Regions from separate parts of the Hordeum vulgare genome. Here region 2 is linked to region 1. The links are chromatin contacts, called in public Hi-C maps. All regions are on one chromosome and are shown on one strand. Each heading gives the region's core, a stretch centred on a gene start, on an enhancer-like site or on the middle of the called end of the contact. The rest is flanking DNA. Distances are from core to core; before and after follow the strand shown. Region 1 has its middle 50 kb from the start of TRNAK-UUU. Region 2 holds the start of LOC123401100 (thiosulfate/3-mercaptopyruvate sulfurtransferase 1, mitochondrial-like).

Region 1 (6,594 bases), core at 506-3,005:
TCTTGGGCAGCTGTTAGAGATGCTCTTAGGGAGCATTACTACGCAAGTCTCCCAACAATCATTCTTACGTGTCATCATTTGACGCATTTTTAATCGTTGACACGTGTCGTGTTTTGAGTGTTTTTTATGATTTTCTTTTTATTTTCTTACCTGGTTTTTGGCTTTTTAGATTGTTTTTTTTTGTGTTTCAGTTTTTCATCGGTATTGCTTAGCTTTTCGAAGTAAAAAAATAACTTAATTTTACGTGAAAAAATGTGATTTCTATTTTTTTTGCGAGATACACAATTTTGCTTCCGTAAGAGGCACGATTTTGCTTTCGCGAGAGGAATGGTCATGTCTCTCATAAACAAAACAAAAATGTATTCTGTTTTGTTGCGATAGGCACGGTTTTGTTTTCACGAATGTCTCTCGGAAACAGGAAAACGTCTTTTTTGTTTTTTATGAGAGTCACGGTTTTGCTTCCATGAAAAAAAAGTATTATCTGCTTTTTTTCGCGAGAGGCATGATTTTTCTTACGCGAGAGACACTATTTTGCTTCTGCATCGGCTCCAAAAAAATGTGTTTTCTATTTTTTTTATTTCTATCATGAGAGGCATGGTTTTGACCCTTATTTTTTAGTCCGGATATCTTCGTGAAAAAAAGTTCATCAAAACCTATCAACATGGGATCTAATTTTGAAGATCTCGATGCGAGAAATCGAACGATGTAAATGGTTTGATATTTGGATGCATACTTTAAGAGATAAAATATTAAAAAAAACAGATCTACGAAAAAATGAAAAAACTCTCAGGTTGCGACAAGTGACACACATGCAGTACGCCATTTATTGCAACCTGAATAAGGAAAAATGATCTTAAAAAGAAGTACTCTTCAATTAATAATTTTGATCCCTCGTGCTCTCCTTTTTTCTCCCTTTTTTTTCTTTAACTGAGCGTGAAGTGGGCCCGCCCAAATACTGTGCCTCATCTTTTATATCTGGCTGAATGCAATAAATAGTCGCCGCACAGTTTGGCGCTTACTATCGTTAAATTGGGATTCCCCAAGAAATAGCAGCCTCCGTGGGCTAACTCTCCCAAAGTCCAGTTTATAAAGGGCTAGCGATGGCCTTTTCGGATTGAGGTGGAATTGGCGCAGATAACCAATACGTTATTCCAATGTTCGGAACCGGGTAGGGGGGAGCTCCTGTGTGACGCCTTCAGCGCCACTTCGAAAACCGGCGCCTGTATTGCACCTCCTCGTGGGCCGGCCCATGTAAAATGTGGTTGGCCATTAAAAAATCGAAAAAGTTCACAGAATTTTACAAAGTTTAAATTTGCGAAAAAAGTTCATTGATTGTGAAAAAAAGTTCACCGATTATAAAAATATATTTATAGATTTTCAAAAAGTTGAAAGAATTCTAAAGAAATCATCGATTTTGAAAAAAAGTTCATCATTTTTTTGAAAAAGTTCATAGATTTCGCAAAAGTTCACGAATTTTGAAATATGTTCACAGATTTTCGAAAAAGTTCTCCCACTTAAAAAATAAATTCATCGATTTTCAAAACGCTCACCAATTTTCAAAAAGTTCATCATTTTGAAAAAAAGTTCACGGACTAAAACACATACAAGATCTCCAGATGGGCTGGGCCATCACGAAAGCGTTTCAGACCTCGGTTAGCAAAATTTCACTATATACGATGCATGTGGCCCTAAATAGAATATTCCCTTCCTATGTCTCGCTTTAAGCGAGCACAAGGGAAGCCTCGTGTAAGCGGGAGCACAGATGGACCGGCCTAGCTGATTGGGAAACTGCGGCCTTTTTTCTTTTATTTTTCTGTTCCTTTTTTCTCTTTATTTTTTTTACCCTTTTTACTATAAAATATTCTACATATATATGCAAAAACAAATATTTAGAACATGTTTGAAAAATGCTGAAAAGTATTGCAAAAATATCAAATAAGTACTAAAATATGATAAATAATTATTAGTAAATGTTGAACGAGTATTTGAAATTTTTGAAGAAATACTAAAAATGTTGAAAAAGTATTTAACAAATGTTGAATGAGTATTAAATTTTTTGAATAAGTATTAAATACTCCCTCCATTCAAAAATAAATGTCTTAACTTTGTACTAGCTTTAATACAAAATTATACTACGCTTGAGACAGTTATTTTGGAACGGAGGGAGTATGTTGAACAAGTATTTGAAAATGTTGAACAAATACCAAAAATGTATAAAAAGTATTTAAAAATGGTGAATGGATATTTTAAAAATGTTGAACATAGATATAAACAATGTTGAATAAGCTATCAGACAATGTTGAACGTGTATACAAAAAAATAAACACTTATTAAAAAATATTTTTGACATATAGGAAAATGTAGAATGAAAACGAAAACAAACATGAGATAAAAAGGTAAAATAAAAAAGAAAACCAAAAAAATGGAGAAGAGAAAAATAAAACCAAACAAGAACAAAAGAAATGGAGAAAAGAAAATATCAAAGAAAACCAAGTAAAAATGAACAAAAAAAAAAGGAAAAAATGTAAAAATAGGAAAAGAAAGCAAACATAGTAAAATCCGGCTTATTTATCTTTTGATTGGGGGCACTTTATATATTGAACAACAAATTGACTTTGGCGGGGTGTTTGATGGTGTTGGGAAGCAACTAGTCGATACAAGGTTCGATCCCCTCTAGCTTCATTTTAACTTAGTTTTTCCAAAAATACGTATCAGAGTCGACCGCGCCGATATTGTAGCGTTCTATGCGAACGCTGCCACTTTGATCACTTACAATATCTTCAGCCGTTCGCCCCCAAGGACTTGAAATAGCGCCGCTTGGGGGGCTTATCGGCGATATATTCGTCGCGCGCGCGGGGGGGGGGGGGTGGGGGGTTCTCGCTAGCCCCCCAAGTTCGGGCCAACTTAGGCTCAAATTGGGCACACTTCGACACAAATTCAACAAAAATATTTTTTATCGAATCAGTACAAAAAAAATAGTTTTACGAAGCAAACGCATAATTCAAACACAAACTAAAACACATCTAACTAGGCGTTGCCCTTGAACCTCGACAGGTGCTCCACCAGATCGTGCTGCAGTTCTTGATGCACATGGGGATCTCGGATCCCCTCACGCATACTGAGGAAGGCAGCCCATGCTACCGGTACGTGGTGATCAACAGGTGCAAAAGGACCCTGTGTGAAATATGGTTCAATGTCAAAAACTAGCTCTTCCTACTCGCTCTCAATGATCATGTTGTGCAAGATGACACATCAACTCATCACCTCCCACATTTGAGATTTCAACCAGGTCAGAGCGGTGTACCGTACAATAGCAAATCGGGATTGAAGCACACCAAATGCTCGTTCAACATCCTTCCTGCAAGCCTCCTCACACTTAGAAAAGTAGGAGTTCTTGCCTCCTCGCACAAGGTTTGAGATAGTCTTCATAGTTGTAGACCATCTCGGATAGATGTCATCTTGTAGATAGTATCCCTTGTTGTAGTGGCGCCATTGACCTCGAAGTTCATCGAAGGAGCATGACCTTCAACAAGCTTGTCAAAGACATTCGAGCACTGCAGTACAATGATGTCATTGTGAGTTCCTCGCATACCAAAGGAGTGCCAAATCCAGAGGTCCTCTGTGGCCACTGCCTCAGGTACCACATTGCAACCTCCATTGGCGCCTTTGAACATGCCCTGCCAAGCAAATGGATAGTTTTTCCATGCCCAATGCATGCACTTGATGCTTCCAAGCATACCAGAAAATCCTCTTGCCACATTATGTGCTAGGATCCAAGCAGTGTCTTTAGCATTGGGTGATTGCAAGTATTGTGGTTCAAACACTGCAGCCACTGCTGTGCAGAACTTGTACACACACTCAATGATGGTGGACTCGACCATGCGTTCATAGTCTTCATGTATATCAACGGGACCTCCGTATGCAAGCATCCCCATAGCCGTCGTGCACTTCTAGAGTGAGAAGAATCCAACTGTGTCGGTGCAATCCTTCTTGCAAATGAAATAGTTGTCGAACTCCCAAATGGCATTCTCCATCCCGAGGAAGAGCTTCTGGCTCATCCGATAACGGCGTCAGAATATTTTCTCACCGTTCAGAGGAGCGTCGGCGAAGTACTTGGTGTAGAGGAATGAATAGCCCTTCATTTGATGTCCATGCTTACTCTTACAGCGACCCAATGTCGAGCCACCTCGTCGTGGCTTTGCATTGTTCGCGAACAAACCGACCAGAGCGGCAAGGATCACGAGGTGCTCTTTGTCGTCGATATCGGCCTCGGCTTTCCCCTTCATCAGAGACACGAACGTGTCACGCCCATGATACGACCCTATCCTCAATTTGGCACGAGGGCCTCGTCAGGGATAGAAGCGCATCTCGTCGTGTCGCAAGAATGGATATCGTTACAAGTACATGTACTGAAAAGAAGAGATATATAAATAGAATTGGCTTACACTCGCCACAAGCTACATCAGAGTCACAGCAGTACAATGCATAATCATCAAGAATAAGAGCAGGGTCCGACTACGGACGAAAACAAACGAGAAAAGAACAACGACGTCCATCCTTGCTATCCCAGGCTGCCGGCCTGGAACCCATCCTAGATCGATGATGAAGAAGAAGAAGAAGCAACTCCAAATGAACAATCAACGCGCTCACGTCAAGTAACCTTTACTTGTACCTGCAACTGGTGCTGTAGTAATCTATGAGCCGCACGGGACTCAGCTATCTCATTTCCAAAGGTATCAAGACTAGCAAAGCTTAATGGGTGAGGTATGGTTAAGTGGTGAGGTTGCAACAGTGGCTAAGCATATATTAGGTGGCTAAACTTACGAGTGCAAGAAATAAGAGGGGATGCTTTACGCATAACGGACGTGAACTACTGATGATCAAATGAATGATCCTGAACACCTACCTACGTCAGACATAACCTCACCGTGTCCTCGATCGCAGAAGGAACTCACGAAAGAGTCTGACACGGTTACACACACAATTGGAAAGTTTTAATTAAGTTAACTTCAAGTTATCTAGAACCAGTGTTAAACAAAGCTTCCACGTTGCCACATAACCGCGGGCACGGCTTTCCGAAAAGATTTAACCCTACAAGGGTGCTCCAACTAGTCCATCACAAATTACTACAAGCCGCATAGAAATCCTGAATCACGACACTCGCGATCTCGTCGGATTCCTAGTGGAAAACCTCAACTCTGAGATTACCCAAAGCATCACCGGAATCCCGATGCACAAGATATTTCGTCAAAGGTAAAACTAATCCAGCAAGGCCGCCCGACGTGTCGACGATCCCGATAGGAGCCGCGTATTACGTTCTCAGGACACGATGGATGAGCGATGGTTACCACGCCAAACGCCAAGTTGCCCCGGGTAGCGTTAATAAGCTGCTCTATTTTGGACCAACACTCATGCGGAGCACTAGCCCGGGGTTGATTAATTATCCTCGGGGTCCGGAAAGTCCCTATGCAATTTTATTAGGTTATTAAGCAAATGTAGTACCAAAGTTGGGCCTTGCCAGACCAGCTTTAATCTAAAACGAATTATCAAGGGGGTCCCCATAACAACCCCGATCATGTTAGGAGCGTTCAATTATGGAACATAACACTGGTAGCCGAAACTAAGGGGGCAAAGGTGGAACAAAACACCAGGCTAGAAAGGCCGAGCCTTCCACCTTTTACCAAGTATATAGGTGCATTAAATTAAATAGCATTTAATATGGTGATATAACAAGGAACCCATGTTATCACATGTAAGCAACTGCACCTACAACTAGCAATGCTAACACAATGTTAAGCAAGCAGTAACATAGCCAATCAGTGGTTTGCTAGGTTGAACAGGTTGAAGGTTTTCATGGCATTGTTGAGAGGCTGATATTTAACATGTGGTAGGCAACGAGACATAAATGGTAGCAACGGTAAAACTAGCATGGCAATGATAGTAATGGTATCTGGAGAAATGGTCATCTTGCCTGAGATCCCGCTTGGAAGAAGAATGCCTCCGTGAAGCAGACGAACCGACGTAGTCGAACGGGTCCTCACATCCAACACGTTTGCGGAACTCTATCGAGACGAGGCAAACCGGAAATATTCATCAACACAGATATAAACCACATGATGCACAACACAAATGATGCATGAACAGCTGAACACATACAAGGCGCGGCATGACAATTCACAACACTCAAACACTACACATTAAGTGAAGCTCAATATGCAACGAGTTGCATATTGACGAAACTCCACGTTTAATTAATTAGTTCTATTCCGATTAGATACACGGCAATATTAAATGTGGTTAAACATGGCAAGAGGTGAAGCACAAATAAACTACCTATCTAAGCATTTTAAATGAGGTCGGAAATGACATATAACATCTCCGAAACGACCTCACATGTTAATTTACAATTCTGTCCAGATCTGAACTAACACATTTAATTAGTTGTTAAACAGCAAAACAAATAGGTTCACGTGATTCTACGCGTCGCTACAAGCAATTTACACATAGAGAACATCTCCAACGGAGCTACGGATCAAAAGATACGGACACTGCAAGATATGATAGCATGGATGCAATATGTGTGCAAGGACGGTC
Region 2 (7,068 bases), core at 2,358-4,857, 960 kb before region 1:
CTATAACCTCTGTATCGACTTTGATGCAAAGTTTGCCAAAGGGAAATATCATTGGGCTGACAATCTGCGCTGAATGCCGCAGGATGCAACAGCTGCATTCATCACCTCAGAGTGACGGATTTAAGAGCCAGTGGAAGTAACTATTGGGTAATCATTATCTGGCAGTGCTTCCCATTCTGTCCAAGATCCGTCGTAAACCGGAACATCATGCTTCCCAATTCTATAGAGCCCCTGTAAAGAGAAATTGTTAGAGACTGCTTGGTGGAGTCAATGTCTCAAAGATATGTCCAAGAAGAGCATGCAAGATTTCCAGACCAGCGCAAGTATGCAGGCAGTTACACCAGATGCACATGTGAGGACAATCGGGTGATCAAGGGAAATGCCTGAAGAAACATCAAACCAGGTGCTATTATTGCTATTGCTTGGTGAACTTAATACACATTTGATATCCCTAAGAAAACTCTGCTTCTTAGGTCAGAGGATCAGCATGATTGCATTGTTCATCAATGTTGTTCTGCTTTTAGTATTGTATACATCGCGAAAGGCCATGGGCAAACTATGAGTTCCAGACTAGAACTGTTAGATGAAACAGAATGCAGACCTGCTTGCTCGAACTTTTTAGATAGCTCATCTGCAGGGAGGAGCGTTTGTGCACCATCAGACATCTGGGAGAATACTAAACAGTGTCAATTTCTTTGGTATTTGTGGTTATGAGGTTATCCAAGTATTATGTGATATATTGCATGATTGCACACCCACCTCAGGGAATGGAACACATACAGTTCCAGGTATATGCCCACTTCTTACTCCTTCCCTTGGTTCTGGCATCACACCATCAAATCTGCGAATGAAAATGTGAAGCCGTTTTCATTGCAACAATAAGGAACTATATATAACTTTGGCGGAAGATCGACAACAATAACAAATGTTATCAGGCATAAGATAAAAAACTTCAATAAGACAGTGATGAACCACAATATCTGTATGAAACACAAATATCAACCTTTTCATATTCAAGGAAATCTTTTAACTTCGTTATTGCAAGACAGTTCTATGTTACATTAACTATGATCAGAGCTTCAATAATCAAATCTTCCAACCGAAATAATCATACATTGAAACTTAAGAGATTTTGCCCCGCCCTTTGATCGGGCATCAACTAGTTGGTGAGCCTGAGCAGCTACATTTTTTTTTCTGGAACAGGCACCAAAACATTTGTGGTTTTGTCTTAGATGGAGAACGCCAAGATGGCACAATTTTTTACAGCTGAAAACAGCTTAAGCTAGCAAACAGTTAAAAGAAAGAAATAGGTTACCTGCCCTTTACTCGGGCATCAACTACTTGGTGAGCCTTAGCAGCTACATTGTGTTTGACCTGTTACACAGACAGAACGGCTCAACATACATGTGGATAATCAAGAAGGTGTGTCACTGAGTAACATCATCTTCATATTATTTTCAATTTTAAACAAGGTAAAATATTTTCAGGATAGTTAAAAGAAAGATCATGAGATACGACCAATCCCAACTAACACTGATGTGAAGCAATTCGTGATCTTAGGTTTTCAGGTATCTATATGGATTCAAGAAAGTTTTCAGGTAAAACGAAGTGACTTAGGTTTTCAGTTAAGATAGAGAGCTGACCTTTTCTAGTGTCCACAATAGCTGATGTCGAAACTGTGTCTGAAATGTGACAGCATTTGCCTGCAGAAAATGAAACCGTGATTACTGAGTAAGAAAAAGAGTTGGCAGTAAGATAGCAATACCATCTTATGAGATATCTTACCAATTCACCATTATAAGCTGTTTCAACAGCACTATTAGCAGCTTTGGATTTCAGAACTGCATCATCAGGGCAGCTGCTTCCAATATTGAATCCAGAAGCTTGCCACTGAGGGAAACCTCCATCTAAGACCCAAACTTTATCATGTCCAAGAATTCTGAACATCCTTTTAGTTGACAAGTACACATAAAATCCATCAAATATTGTATCTAGAGGTAGAAAATGTTACTTGAATAAGGCAGAGAATGACATCCGGAATTATTGCCAGGTAAACTTTGAAGTGTGTGTCTGGATTTATTCGTTCATTCCGTTAATCTTTTGCTGAATATGTAAACTGATTCATTTTGTTTTCCGAACACACGAAAAATGGATAAAACCATGACATTGCAGCATTTAAATTTGAGGCGCAATACCCTTTCCCCATAATCTGAAGCCATGACACTGTATCTTCCCATTGCATGCAAAAATCATCCTTTTTATCTCATGACCAGAGCTTTAATTAGTACTTGAAGTGCGCTATCATTAGTATATCGGGTTGATAAAGTAATCAACGTGTATGGATGTGAGATACTGTAAAAGAGTAAGAAGGTACCTTTACATGCAATAAAAATACTATATCAACATGAATTTGAACATCTTATGTTATATACAGCTCTTTGTGCACTAGAAAAAGTTAATTTCAGTCATTCTGTTGAACTCAACTGAAGCAGCGCGCTGCTTACCACCAAACACGAGGCGCGCTGTAGAACCCCTTCCCATCATAAACAATGACTTTGTCATGGTTACTGATGCCAAGTGCAGAAATCGCTGCCGCGAATGCCTCTTCCGATGGCAGCATGTGTGGCAACTGAAAATAATTGCATCCATTAAAAGTAAGTCACATATCTATTTTCATAGACATACAATGAAAGACTGAAGACAGAAAATCATTGCAGCAGGCCAACTGCCAAAGGTCCAAAAAAACGTCGATTCAAACAATGGCGCAAGCGACAAGGGGATTAATATCTGGAGGCAATTCTCACATGAGTCGTCCGATCAGAAATTCCATCGATGTCGAAGTAGAGCGCGCCAGGAATGTGGGCCACCTGAGCATATCTGAACATCTTAGCCGGGAGAAACATTGGCACAAAAGGGGTGAAGAGTTTACAGCAAAGCTGATCCATAAAGAAACCTGGTATTCTTGCCATGCATCCCTGCTCTCGTGTGGCATGTACCAGGAAGCATCCAGTATCTGAACCAAGCAGTCAAATGTGTTGTCAAAAACAGCACAGGTTCCTGTGCCCCCTTAATATTTTCTTGGGCACAACAACAATGATAGGAAAACAACATGACAGGGAGTAGAATAACAGTGGTAAATACTAATCAAGTCTCAGTTGCTTCTCATGGGGATAAATAAACTGGATGATGAGAAATCAAGAACATGCTGCTGCTGTTACTGCTTCTGAAACGCTGGCGAAAAAAGGAGGTAATATATCCTCCGGAATCGAAGGGGAAAACGTGAGGCGGATGAGAGATTCTTTCACCTTGATGTCGGGCTGGCCTAGGTGCTGCTGCAGCCACTGTGCAGACACAACGGAATCGTCCTGCGCCATTGGCCGCCTCTGCTGCAAGAGCTGAGGTGAAGCGACGGAGGGCAAGAGCAGGGATTGGAAAGCGGAGCTTGCAGTTGCAGGTCAACGAATGCAAAGCAAAGTTTTTTCCTTTTTAAAGCAGGGGGGCAAGAAAATTGGGGGCTCGCCTTGGTTGTCCTGAGGAACCTGTATTTCCGGGAAGGTGGGATATAGCCGCCGGAGCCGATTTGGACTCGTGAGGTTCGCAGCTGCCGGAGATGGAGCTAAACCTCAGCGAGAAAAATATATACTCGTATAGATCTGGTCCGTTCCTTGTCGATCCGATGTCCCACACGGCGGGTTTCCAGATCTTTTTTCCGCTGAAATCTGTTTTTTAACAGACACTCCACCTCATTTGAATATAATATACTCCTATATGACTATGCTAACTTCCAATCGACTAGACGTTAAGCAACGGATCCATACACCCCAACTAATCATTTCTTTCTAACTAACCATTTGTCTAATTTTACCTTTTCTAATTCTAACCACTCGACTAATCATGTCTACGGGGAGGAAGAGTATAACATGTTCCATCTGATTCATGCATGCATGCACATTAATAGATAAAATAGAGGATATTGGTAAAAGATTCTCTTCATTTTAAAACTTCAAAATACTTTGTAGCTTAAACCATCGTTTCGATTAAAAAATTACTTTTACATAAAAGAATCCTCGCGACGAGATCTTCAAAACTACTCCGCATGATTTTGCTAGTTTGATATTTTTCAGTCGACCTGAAGGTCAACATGGGATCTAGTTTTAGGGTGTGTTTGGTTGCAGGGATATCCTTTCAGGGACAAGGATAACCACTTTTTTCTGTGGTTGCCATGCGTTTGGATCTGGGACGAGGAGGGATAGAGTCAACCAGATGCTGGAAATATTCTTCAAAAAAAGGGATGTGGCCAACCGCCAAAAATGGACGGGCGGTGGCAACCACTCTGAGGCGGTCGGCGCGGCCGGCGCGGGAGGAGGCCGGCGCGGCAGGATCCATCCTCCCAACCAAACAAAAAAAGGATAACCCTACCCTTACAACCAAACAAAAAAAGGGCTATCCCCAGCCACCTGATTAGGGATATCCACAACCACCCTAGGCTATCCCTCCAACCAAACACACCCTTAAGGTCTCGTCGCGATAAATCTTTTATGTGAAAATATATTTTTAATCAGAGCGATGGTTTAGGCTACAAAGTATTTTGAAGTTTTAAAATAAAAAGAATCTTTTGCCGATATCTTCTGTTTTGTCTATTAATGTACATGCATGCATGAATCAAAATGAATGTGGCATGCTCTTCCTCCGTCATAGACACGATTAGTCGAGTGATTGGAATTAGAAAAGATAAAATTAGACAAGTGATTAGTTAGAAAGAAGTGATTAGTCGAGGTGGTGTGCGTATCTGTTGCTTAACGTCCAGTCGACTGGTTGCTTAACGTCCAGTCGACTGGATGTTAGTACAGTTCTTTTCTTTCTTATGTAAACAATGAATTTTATTTGAGCAGGGCTTTGGCAGCAAACAAAGAACAGAAAGCCGAGTGCAATCCGGCACCTCCAGTTTAGACAAGACGTTCCGAACATGACAATTTTTCTCCATTTGTTAGGCTTCCCTTGATTGGCTACGAGAAAATCTGTTGAGGTATCTTTTGAACCTTCAAATCTTGGATTGTTTTCTGAGTGATGAAGTCAATAGTGCAAACAATAACCAAAAAAATAAAATAAAAAAATAGAACGAAACATGAATCAGTGCGATGGACCTTTCACAAAACTGAATTTCCTCTTCCTTTTCCGGACGCTGAAGCTCGATACGGAACAGAAGAAGCAGAAAGAGCTTCGCACAAATCAAAGGTTAGTTCAGCAGTTTGGAACCTCCACAAAAAAAGGTTCAACTCTTTTTCTAAAAAAAAAGGCATAGCTCAGCTCTTGCACTCATTTCAACCTCCACAAAAACTGCGCTCAATGTAGTTTTTACAGTAACTCACAGACTCAGCCCTTGTTACAGACACACAAGCATACAGAGCACACCGTTTTCAAACTAAAATAACCTTGGACTGTCTTCAGAGATTCTGCCCTTTTCCTACAGTTCTTTCACTCGGTTCGCTCCTGATTTGTCGGCCCATGCTAAATTCAGATTCAGCAAAGTCCTGTGCCTCAGCCTCCAGGCCTGGCTCATGAATTCCTCATGTCCCGCAGGATCCCGTCAAGGGCATTATATTTGAACAGGTGGTCCGTGCAGTAGCGCTGAGTTTGTAACAGCTTCAGTTGAGGCCAGCTTCGCATAGTTTTTTTTTTTTTTTTGAGAAACCAGCTTCCCATAAGTAATCTGCCATGAGAAGATAACTCTGATATCTCTGGAGAACAAGATTTGTGTCTATGATAACTGTCAACGCGCTATGCATCCATCTTTCTCCTCACCAACCCTGTGAAGAAATCAAAGCTGCAACACAGGAAATTGCGTCAGAAATCAAAGATGGTATGTGGCACACCATTACGTTCTTGACAGACACATTATATATGGTATACGATGGATATAAAGTAATTATAACGACAAAAATGTTGGTGATGGATACAAAATTGCATTACCTGTTACCATCAGGGTGCAGCTCATAGCTTTTGCCGTCCTCTCCAACGGCATATAAATAGCCACTTGGAGTTAGCCCCTGAAACAATTTAGTTGGTGGTCAGAGAAGAGAAAACGTCTAATCATCAATCCTAGTTAAGTTCTCTCCATACCTTAACCGTGACCACACTGTTCACAGACTGGCCTTCGTTCGCATCCTGTACGACAACTCTTTGGCCACTACATGGCAGTGAAGGTTCAGTTAGTACGATGAAACGACGTAAACCGAGAACATATGGAACACCATATTGGAAAAAAAAAATCAAAGTCAAATGGTAGCAGATAAATACTACACTTTAGTAGGAAATTTGGTCATGGAAGACCAACAAACCAATATCGAGATAATACTCCGTACCTGTGAAGCCATGAGTTGTAGTATTGCTCCTCGAGGGCCTGAAATCCTGAAGTGAAGATGGAGAATATTATTGTACCAAATGCACCACAAAATGTTAGAAAAATCAGCTTAATTTGCAAACATCACTCACTAGAGCAAAGTAAATTTATCTACAAAAGTTCACTACGCCCATAGCGTGAGCATAATGCTCATATATTTTTTATCTCAAGAAGAGAAACTATTGACACAAATTTACCTTGATTTGAGAAAATATCAAAAAGAACTTCAAATTTGTTGAAGAATGATGCTAGTATGTCTTCTCGTTTAAGTCTTGGTGAATTAGCCTTTAGTTCCTGGAGTGCAGCGTTCAAACATGTAGTAGGCTTTTCATTGCCCACATTTAAACCAATACCTGAAGAGGATAAAGGAATCCAAGTTTTCATAACGAATGACTTTCTGGTATTATATAATCCTCGGTGTTTAGTATCAACAGCATTTGAAACATGCTTACCAGTGCAAATATTGTAGACTTTCGGCTCATATGATGAGGTACAAAGAATACCACCAACTTTTAACCCCTTCAGATATAGATCATTAGGCCACTTTATCCTTACATCTAGCTCTGGAAGTCCCTGGGTGTTATCGCATAGATAGTACAGGATGTCATGACAAAGAAATTAGCCTATTGAAATATCATAGTGCAATCAGTAACAGTGAATATCACATA

Evidence for each region. Hi-C and Micro-C count contacts between places; a contact is called where the count stands out from the background.
Region 2: a Hi-C map of seedling shows a contact between it and region 1, with 7 times the contacts expected there. The contact joins the promoter of LOC123401100 here to the enhancer-like site in region 1. A contact is called at or near these places in 3 of 6 Hi-C or Micro-C datasets (leaf and seedling).

What each region holds. Positions count from the first base shown.
Region 1 is chr6H:103,389,897-103,396,490 of MorexV3_pseudomolecules_assembly, reverse strand. No RefSeq gene overlaps it. Among protein-coding and RNA genes, the nearest start is that of TRNAK-UUU, 50 kb to the right of the region's middle. Within about 2 kb of position 1,755, at least 3 of the 3 cell types and tissues checked have open chromatin away from gene starts, as enhancers often do. A contact at or near this core is called in leaf and seedling, where this site is marked.
Region 2 is chr6H:104,354,500-104,361,567 of MorexV3_pseudomolecules_assembly, reverse strand. LOC123401100 (thiosulfate/3-mercaptopyruvate sulfurtransferase 1, mitochondrial-like) reads right to left here and starts at 3,607. Exons shown (of 11, transcript XM_045094822.1): 1 at 3,306-3,607; 2 at 2,954-3,013; 3 at 2,805-2,867; 4 at 2,505-2,629; 5 at 1,786-1,948; 6 at 1,644-1,703; 7 at 1,316-1,374; 8 at 760-841; 9 at 602-665; 10 at 316-383; 11 at 1-231. The coding sequence starts at 3,374. The coding sequence ends at 121. LOC123402181 (biotin--protein ligase 2-like) reads right to left here. Exons shown (of 9, transcript XM_045096061.1): 4 at 6,853-6,973; 5 at 6,598-6,753; 6 at 6,363-6,408; 7 at 6,121-6,187; 8 at 5,971-6,047; 9 at 5,286-5,824. The coding sequence ends at 5,779.